Regions from separate parts of the Oryctolagus cuniculus genome. Here region 1 is linked to region 2. A link is a contact called in public Micro-C data. All regions are on one chromosome and are shown on one strand. The core of a region is the stretch at or near the end of the contact, and the rest is flanking DNA. Distances in the headings are between cores, read along the strand shown.

Region 1 (3,621 bases), core at 876-3,375, 190 kb after region 2:
TGGAGCTCCACCAGGCCCAGCTCCAGCCATTGCAACCACCTGGGAAGTGAACCAACTGACGGAAGATCTCTCTCTCTCTCTCTCTCTCTCTCTCTCTCCCTCTCTATCATTCTGCCTTTCAAACAAATAAAATAATCTTTTTTTTTTTTTTTTTTGACAGGCAGAGTGGACAGTGAGAGAGAGACAGAGAGAGAAAGGTCTTCCTTTTGCCGTTGGTTCACCCTCCAATGGCCGCCGCTGCAGCCGGCACACCGCGCTGATCCTGGCAGGAGCCAGGAGCCAGGTGCTTTTCCTGGTCTCCCATGGGGTGCAGGGCCCAAGCACCTGGGCCATCCTCCACTGCACTCCCTGGCCATAGCAGAGAGCTGGCCTGGAAGAGGGGCAACCGGGACAGAATCCGGCGCCCCGACCGGGACTAGAACCCGGTGTGCCGGCGCCGCAAGGTGGAGGATTAGCCTATTGAGCCACGGCGCCGGCCTAAAATAATCTTTTTTAAAAAAACAAAATGCTAAGTGCTAAGTTGGGGGAAGCCATTGGAGAACAGGAGCTATTAGCGCTTGATGTTAGCTCAAGGGCTCAGTGGTAAATTTTGAAATGGACAATTTGACATCCACGCATGGCAAGCTCCGGAACAGGTTCCTGGTCGGAGCCTAGTTTTAAGAAAAGATTAAACCATGATCCTTGAACATCAGCCAAATCCCCTCCACTCCATCACTGAGCTCGGATGGCCCCAGACAACTTATCTCGACCCAGCAAAGCATTTGGCATTTGTTCTTATAGACAAGAAAGAAATGTGAGCTCGATCCTAGTGACCAGGATTTAGACCTGAGTCCCTCCCACCCCTGGGCTGCCTGGCATCGTCCCAGGTGCCTGGAATGGGCAGGGGAAGCCACTCTTCCCCGCAGGCGGCTGCTGGCTGGCGGAGAGCTCCAGTCCAATGGGTGGCTGGAGCAGACTCCAGGCAGTGGTGACAGATTGTAAAGTTGGGTTGAAACCAACAAGGCGAAATTCACCAGGCATGAGAGCTAAATCCTGTGTTGAGGTTCCAAAAAATTGGTTATGTAAGGGGTAGGGCTGTTAGGGGAAATTTTCTGTTAAAAAGCAAGAAAGAGAAAGGAAAAAGGAATGGAGAAACTAGGGAGGAAGGGAGGGAAGGAGGGAGGGAGGGAGGGAGGGGGGAAGAGTGGAGAGAGGGAAGGAAAGAAAGGAGGTGAGAGAGAATCTTGGTTTTGTCCGCAAGACCATTATGAGGACCCCTTAAGTCAGGAGACCCAACCAGGGCACCCAACCCAGAGGATGCCTGCTGTCCGGGTATGCAGTCCCCTCCTGGGCACCACACGGTGTTACGTCACGGAGAGCCAAGAGAGGGGTACAGCCCCAGATCAGAAGGTCGGAAACTGAGTGATGAGAATCAGAAATACGGAAGGGAAGACAGCTTGCCTGGGGTTAGCGCAGGCCCATAGGGGTCTTCAAGGGTGAGGGTCGATGCTGGAGGAAGAGGGAGATGCTGGAGGAAGAGGGAAAAGACCGCTCGTCTCAGGAAGCCAGAACCAGTGGGACCAGCAGCGATGGCAGTTTCTGGCCCCCTGCACCATGTGAGTTGTGACATCCCATTTAAGCCTGGGGGGGGGGGGCACTGCTACCCCCACCCTAGAGGAAGACTGAGGACGGGAAGGCTAAGTTACTCGCCCCTGGCTGAGGAGAGGCAGAAGCTAGACAAGAACCCAGACCTCGCTGATCCCCAGGGGCCGCCCGCTGCCTCCCTGACCCTGTTCACGCAGACGCTCAGCGGCGGAGCGGGGAGTTCTTGCACTTGCCTGACACCCAGGACTACATCACTTTGGGAATATGTTGTAAGCAATAGCTATTCTCCACCCACCCCCAATGTTTGCACCAAATTTCGGGGGCTCTCGAGCCCCTGGAAGCTCCGTGATAGGACCCTGACACGACTCTTGATCGGTACACCGCCTCGCAGCTCGGAGTGCGGGAGCGGGGGTGGGAGACTGCGGGGTGGGCAGAGGGCGGGCAGCGCGAGCGGCTGCGGGCTGAGCGGGGCCGGGAGGGGGCGGCGCCGGGGGCCCGCGGTGTGGGGCGCCGCCTGCAGGGGGCGCTGGCGGGCGGCTCCGGGCGGAGACAATCGCGCCGAGCGGGCGCCGCAGCCGGAGCGGGAGCCCGAGCCGCGCGGCGCAGAGCCGGGGCTGAGCGGCGCCGGCCGAGCGGGGCCGCGCGGGAGCTATGGACCGCTAGGGCCGGGCTGAGCCCCGCGATGCCGCCGCCGAGTGGCCCCAGCGTCCTCGCGCGGCTGCTGCCGCTGCTGGGGCTGCTGCTCGGCGGCGCCTCCCGGGCTCCCGGCAAGTCACCGCCGGAGCCCCCCAGCCCGCAGGGTGAGTCTCGGCCGGGAGGGGCCGCGATCGCGAGCCTGCGCCCCCCGATCAGGCCCCCCGCCCGCCAGCCCCTCTTCGCGGCGCTCGTGAATCGAGCGGACTCTGTTCCTTGGATTTGGGTGGGGGGAGCCAGGCGCCCTGGGGTCGGTGCTGCTGGTGGGGGACGTGGCGTGGGGAAGAGGGAGACCGTCAGGGGCGAGGGTCTCCGGGAGACACAATGAGGAGGGCGGGGGTCTCCGGGCTTGGCGCCGCCGCCCCCTCCCGACTTGTTTTTCTCCCTCCTGGTCCGCGAGGCGCTGCTGCCTGAGCCATTGTCTACCGAAGACACCCGCCCAGAGGCGGGCTGGGGCGGGCGCCGGCTTCGCAGCGCCCCACGGGGCCCTCGTTCCTGACCCCGGCTGGGTGGTGGCGCAGGCATCGGCTGCCACCCTGGGCCCGGACGGGGGCTGGGCGCCTGGAGCTGGATTCGAAGGGGGGAGGGGAGAAGGGGAGTGGGTGAGGCTGTGGGCGGGACTGACTGCTCTAATGGGGTTCTCCGCCCTGGAGCCCGCCAGCCCCCAGCCCGCCCCCCAGGTTTAGAATTTGGGGTGCACAAAAATAAAGGCCGACCGGCCCGTGACGGAGGAGGGGTTGCAGCTGAGAGAGCTCTGAGAAGAGGGGGTGTCGTGATTCTGGGCTCACGGTGCAGGGCAGGGCTGTGGTGGCAGAGCCATGCTGAGCTGGCTAGCAGGCTGTGGGCAGTGCCAGCTCAGAGGGCAGGTGCCTGGGTCCCTGTCCCCTGCCTGCCCCCAGATCACCCCCTCCTCATCTCAGCTCCCAGCACCTCCCCAGGCCCAGGTGGGTGTGTGCAGTGGGGGTGGGGCCGGCTCCTGCAAGGGAGACGGTGGGAGAATGAGACCATGGCTGCACCCCTGAGCTCTGCACCCACCCCCCAGCCTCCTGCCCACCCCCTCACTACTGCTCTCCCCTCTCCTGCCTGTGGGAACCATGTTCTCCCCCACCCCCTCCCAACCAAGGATCTGGCAGGAAAGGCAGGGGGTGGGGGTCTGGACGACGGAGGTGGGGTCCGGATGAAGGAAGGGGGTGGGATTTCCTCTGGAACGAGGCAGGGCTGGGGCTGACAGGCGGATCCTGCGCAGAATGTGAGGCTGCGAGGGCTGTGAGGCTGGCCCTCTGCCTCAGTCTCCCTCACTCTCTGGAGGCAGAGAGAAGGCTGGAGCAGGTAGAAGCGCCCTCA
Region 2 (4,030 bases), core at 721-3,220:
AGTGCTTTGCAATTCTAAAACACTGTACCCTATTTGATCTTTGCAACAACCCTAGGGGTAAGCATTATTAGCCCAATTTATGGGGCAAGAACAGAGACTCACAGGGAGGGTCTTATGTCCAGGGGCGTGCAGCAGGCTAGGGCAGTCAGTACGCAAACCCAGGGCTGCCCATTCCCAGTGCCCCTTCCATGACACCTCGGACGCCACACAGCAGCCCTGACCCAAGCCTCCGTCCCCCTGCATCCACTGCGCAGTCCCTGCTCGTGGCAGCAGGGGGTGCTGTAGCCCATCGCACCGGGAGGGCACCGCTGCCACCCCCCAGCCCCTCTGGGAGGAAACACACAGGTTCAGACTTCTCTTCTTTTTCATTTGTGGTTTTGTTTGTTTGTTTGTTTGTTAGCAAGTACTATTTGTACCCAGCATACAATGGAAAATGTGGGAATGAGCGTACAATGTACCTGCTCCCCAGCTCCCAGCGCCCCTTCCCCGGGGGACTCGTCTGGTTTTCCTTCTGGAGGTAATGACACATATATAAGCGCACATGCAGCTTCCCCACAGGTGCTAGTATACAGAGCTGTTCCTCACACACTGGTAACATAGCATACACACCTTGTACCCTAACTTTCAAGGTAATGCATCCTGCAGGTGAGCCATGATTTTCCACTCAATGGATAGACCAGAAGCTATTTTCCCAGCCCCCACTGCTTTCTGTCTTGTGCAGTTATACGGAAAGTTGTAATACATACAGTCCACTTGGGTCATTTGTTTTTCATTTGACAGAGTTAGTGAGAGAGAGACAGAGAAAAAGGACTTCCCTCCGCCGGTTCACCTCCCAAATGGCCACCACGGCCAGAACTATGCATCTGAAGCCAGGAGCCAGGTGCTTCCTCCTGGTCTCCCACACGGGAGGCCCGAGCACTTGAGCCATCCTCCACTGCCCTCCCGGGCCACAGCAGAGAGCTGGACTGGAAGAGGAACAGCCAGGACTAGAACCGGCGCCCATATAGGATGCCGGCGCCGCAGGCGGAGGATTAGCCAAGTGAGCCACGGCACCGGCCCCTGCTTGGGTCACTTTTGTGCACGTGCATTTCTGCTCCACTGCAAACATTTATTAGCGTTGACCGATATTGTAAATCACCTCGCACAGAAACCGCCCACAGGCCTGCGAGGGTCTGTTTCCCACGCTCTCACCCACACACGCTCTTATCAAGCTTCCTGATCGTTACCTCTGACACCAGCAAAAGATGGCTTCTCACTGCGTCTCTCGGACTCTGAGCGCTCCCTGACCTCTGAAATCCATTCACGCGCCGGCCTTGGTCCCGCTTGCACTGTCACTTCCTGTCCGCCCTCAACCTTGCAGCCTCATTGCAATCCCCAAGAAGCCATTTTCATTGCTTGGCCATCCTCGCGGGGTCAAGCAGGGATGACCTCACTTGACCTCTTCTTTAGAGGGGCGGCAGTGAGGAGAATGTGGTCTCTTGCCTTTTCTGTCTCTAAAGGCTAATTCCTGTAACCCAATTAAGCAAAGCTAAGAGGTAGGGGTTGGGAGTCTGGACATCAGAATTAGCCCGGGATCCCAGGGCTTCCCGGACCCTCCGTCCAAGGGGTCAACCCGTGCTTCCGGCCTCTCACGCTACCCCTCTGGGTTAGAAGGTGGACAAGGGGCAGGGACCCAGATGCTTTGTGTTCAGCAGGTGTCGCTTGCCTCTTGGTTGGCCACTGGCAAGTCCTCAGATCAGGTGCCAGCTACGCATCCCAGGTGCTCCTTGCTAGCAGTGCAGTCTGAAGGTGGGGCAGAGGAGAGCCGGGAGCGACACTCTCCTCCCTGTGGGAAAGTGCTGGGCCGCTTCTCAAAGCCGCCTTCTGTGGATCCCCGAGTGCTCTACCTGGACGAGAGTGGGTGCAGGTCCCTGCCTAGGGGAACTTCTCCAGGAGGCTGCGGGCACCAGAGGTTCCCCTCTGCCTCCTCTGTCCTGGAATGAAGGCAGAATGCCTCTCTCTGGGCCTTCCACTTGCCAGGAGTGCCATCCCGGGGAGGCCAGCTTCGTTCCCCAGCAGTCGAACTACTGGGACCTCAGGGCGTCCGGCCTGCACACACAGCGGCTGGAGGCCTGCACACACAGCGGCTGGAGTCTCCCTCCGAAAGCAGACTTCTAATGTGGAGGTTCCCTGTGGCCTCCTAAATGAAGTGCAAATTCCTTAGCTTGGAATGTAAGGGCCTCCGTGATAGGGCTCCAGTCTACCTTCCCAGTCCTTTTTTCCACTACCTCATGCTCCAGTCCAGCTGAATTACTCAGTGTTTCTCAAGTGTGCCCGCGTTCCCGCCCGCGTGCCCCTGCCCGAGCCCTGCCTCCTCCAGCTGGAACACCTCCTTCCCCACCCCTTCCACCGCCGCTGCCGTCCTCCATCGCCCTCTGCCCACAAGGAGGGGGTGAACGCTTGGCGCAGCAGTTAGGACGCTGCTTGGGATGCCCTCGTCCGACGCCACAGGGGCCCTGGGTTCAAGTCCTGGCTCTGTTCCCAATGCAGCTTCCTGTCAGCAGGCACCCTGGCTCAAGTACTCGGGTCCCTGCCACCACATGGGAGATCCGGATGGGGTTCCTGGCTGCTGGCTTCACCCTCGGCCACCCTGACTGGTGTGGGCATTCGCTGGGGTGACCCACCTGATCACCTGATGAACTGCCTCTCTCTCTCTCTCTCCCCCGCCCCGTGTGTGTGTGTGTGTGTGTCTGTCTGTCTGTCTGTCTGTATATATGTCTATCCGTCTCTGCCTTTCGAATAAATAAAAAGAAAGTAGGGATGATGTGTTGCTTTTTAAAAAACAGCATATATTGTGCATACACTTTGGGTCCTTCTCAAATGTAAGGGACCTCTCCCCAGCCACACCTGTTCAGGTCCCGAAGCAAGACAGAACGTTTCTGAGTCCTACTCCCGAGCCGGCTGTGTGTGCCTTTGTCTTGCAACCTCAGTCCCGCCCCAGCTCAGACTGAGTGCCGAGAGCGGAGGCGAGCGGCTGGCCTCCGTGTGGCCGACTGTTGGCCAGTGCTGGATAACGAGCGGCTCTGGAGTCGGAGGAGCCTTCCCGAGATGCCGTCTCCCCATTGCGCTTTGAGGATGACAAATGGGAGCCTGTCACCGCCACCACTGCACACAGCCCCTTCAGGTCCTTTGCTAAGATCAGCGCAGAGCCTCACCTGTGAGTGAGAAGACAGTGCCAGCCCGGAGCCCCACCCACTCCCCCTGCAGACAACAGCTGGAACCTGTGCTGGAGGCGTGGGAGGAAACTGCCCCTCAAGGCTCTGGAAGCTGCGGGTCTAACGCACTGGGGGCGGGGGAGCGTGTGTTCACATTGACTTCTTGGAATGGAAGCAGCCACACAGAGAAGTGGGAGCCGGCTCTTCCCTCGTGGCTGTCCTCTTCCCCCGCCAGCAGACGGGCGCGCGCGGGCACTTCTCTGCTAATGGCCTGCCTGAGCCATTGGTGGTGCCGGCAAGGAAGGAGGAGGCCCCCCTGGTGCTTCCCCAGGCCTTTCTTCTGGTGCCTTCTGCAGAGAAAAGAGCGGGACCTTGGAGTTAGATTTCCCGAGTCTTAGCTCTTACTTTTTCCTCCACCCACTCAACAGCCAGATGACCCTGACCAAGAGCCTTAATCTCTCTCAGCCTAAAAATAGAAAGAGAAATAACTGCAACTTCTCTACCTTCCATGGAGGCTTTTCTTTTCCTAAGGAACTCACCATACTTTGTAAGGATTTATTTATTTGAAAAGCAGAGTGAGTGACACAGGGAGAGAGAGAGAGAAAGAGAGAGAGAGAGAGAGAGAGAGAGAGAGAGAGAGAGAGATCTTCCAACCAAATGGCTGCAACAGCTGGAGCTGGGCCAGGCCAAAGCCAGGAGCCAGGAGTTCCATCTGCCCAGGTACTTGGACTGTCTTCCACTCTGGCACTCCAATATGGGATGCCAGCATTGCAAGCAACGAGTTAACTTTCTGCTGCACAATGCCAGCTCCCACATGGGCATCAAAAGAGGCAATT

Evidence for each region. Hi-C and Micro-C count contacts between places; a contact is called where the count stands out from the background.
Region 1: a Micro-C map of ear pinna shows a contact between it and region 2, with 2.2 times the contacts expected there. The contact joins the promoter of FAM171A2 here to the enhancer-like site in region 2. A contact is called at or near these places in 2 of 6 Hi-C or Micro-C datasets (ear pinna and skin fibroblasts).

What each region holds. Positions count from the first base shown.
Region 1 is chr17:18,928,063-18,931,683 of mOryCun1.1, forward strand. It overlaps FAM171A2 (family with sequence similarity 171 member A2), which reads left to right and starts at 2,126. Exons shown (of 8, transcript XM_008271581.3): 1 at 2,126-2,384. The coding sequence starts at 2,267.
Region 2 is chr17:18,734,836-18,738,865 of mOryCun1.1, forward strand. No RefSeq gene overlaps it. Among named protein-coding and RNA genes, the nearest start is that of LRRC37A, 24 kb to the left of the region's middle. Within about 2 kb of position 1,971, at least 1 of the 8 cell types and tissues checked has an H3K27ac peak or open chromatin away from gene starts, as enhancers often do. A contact at or near this core is called in ear pinna, where this site is marked.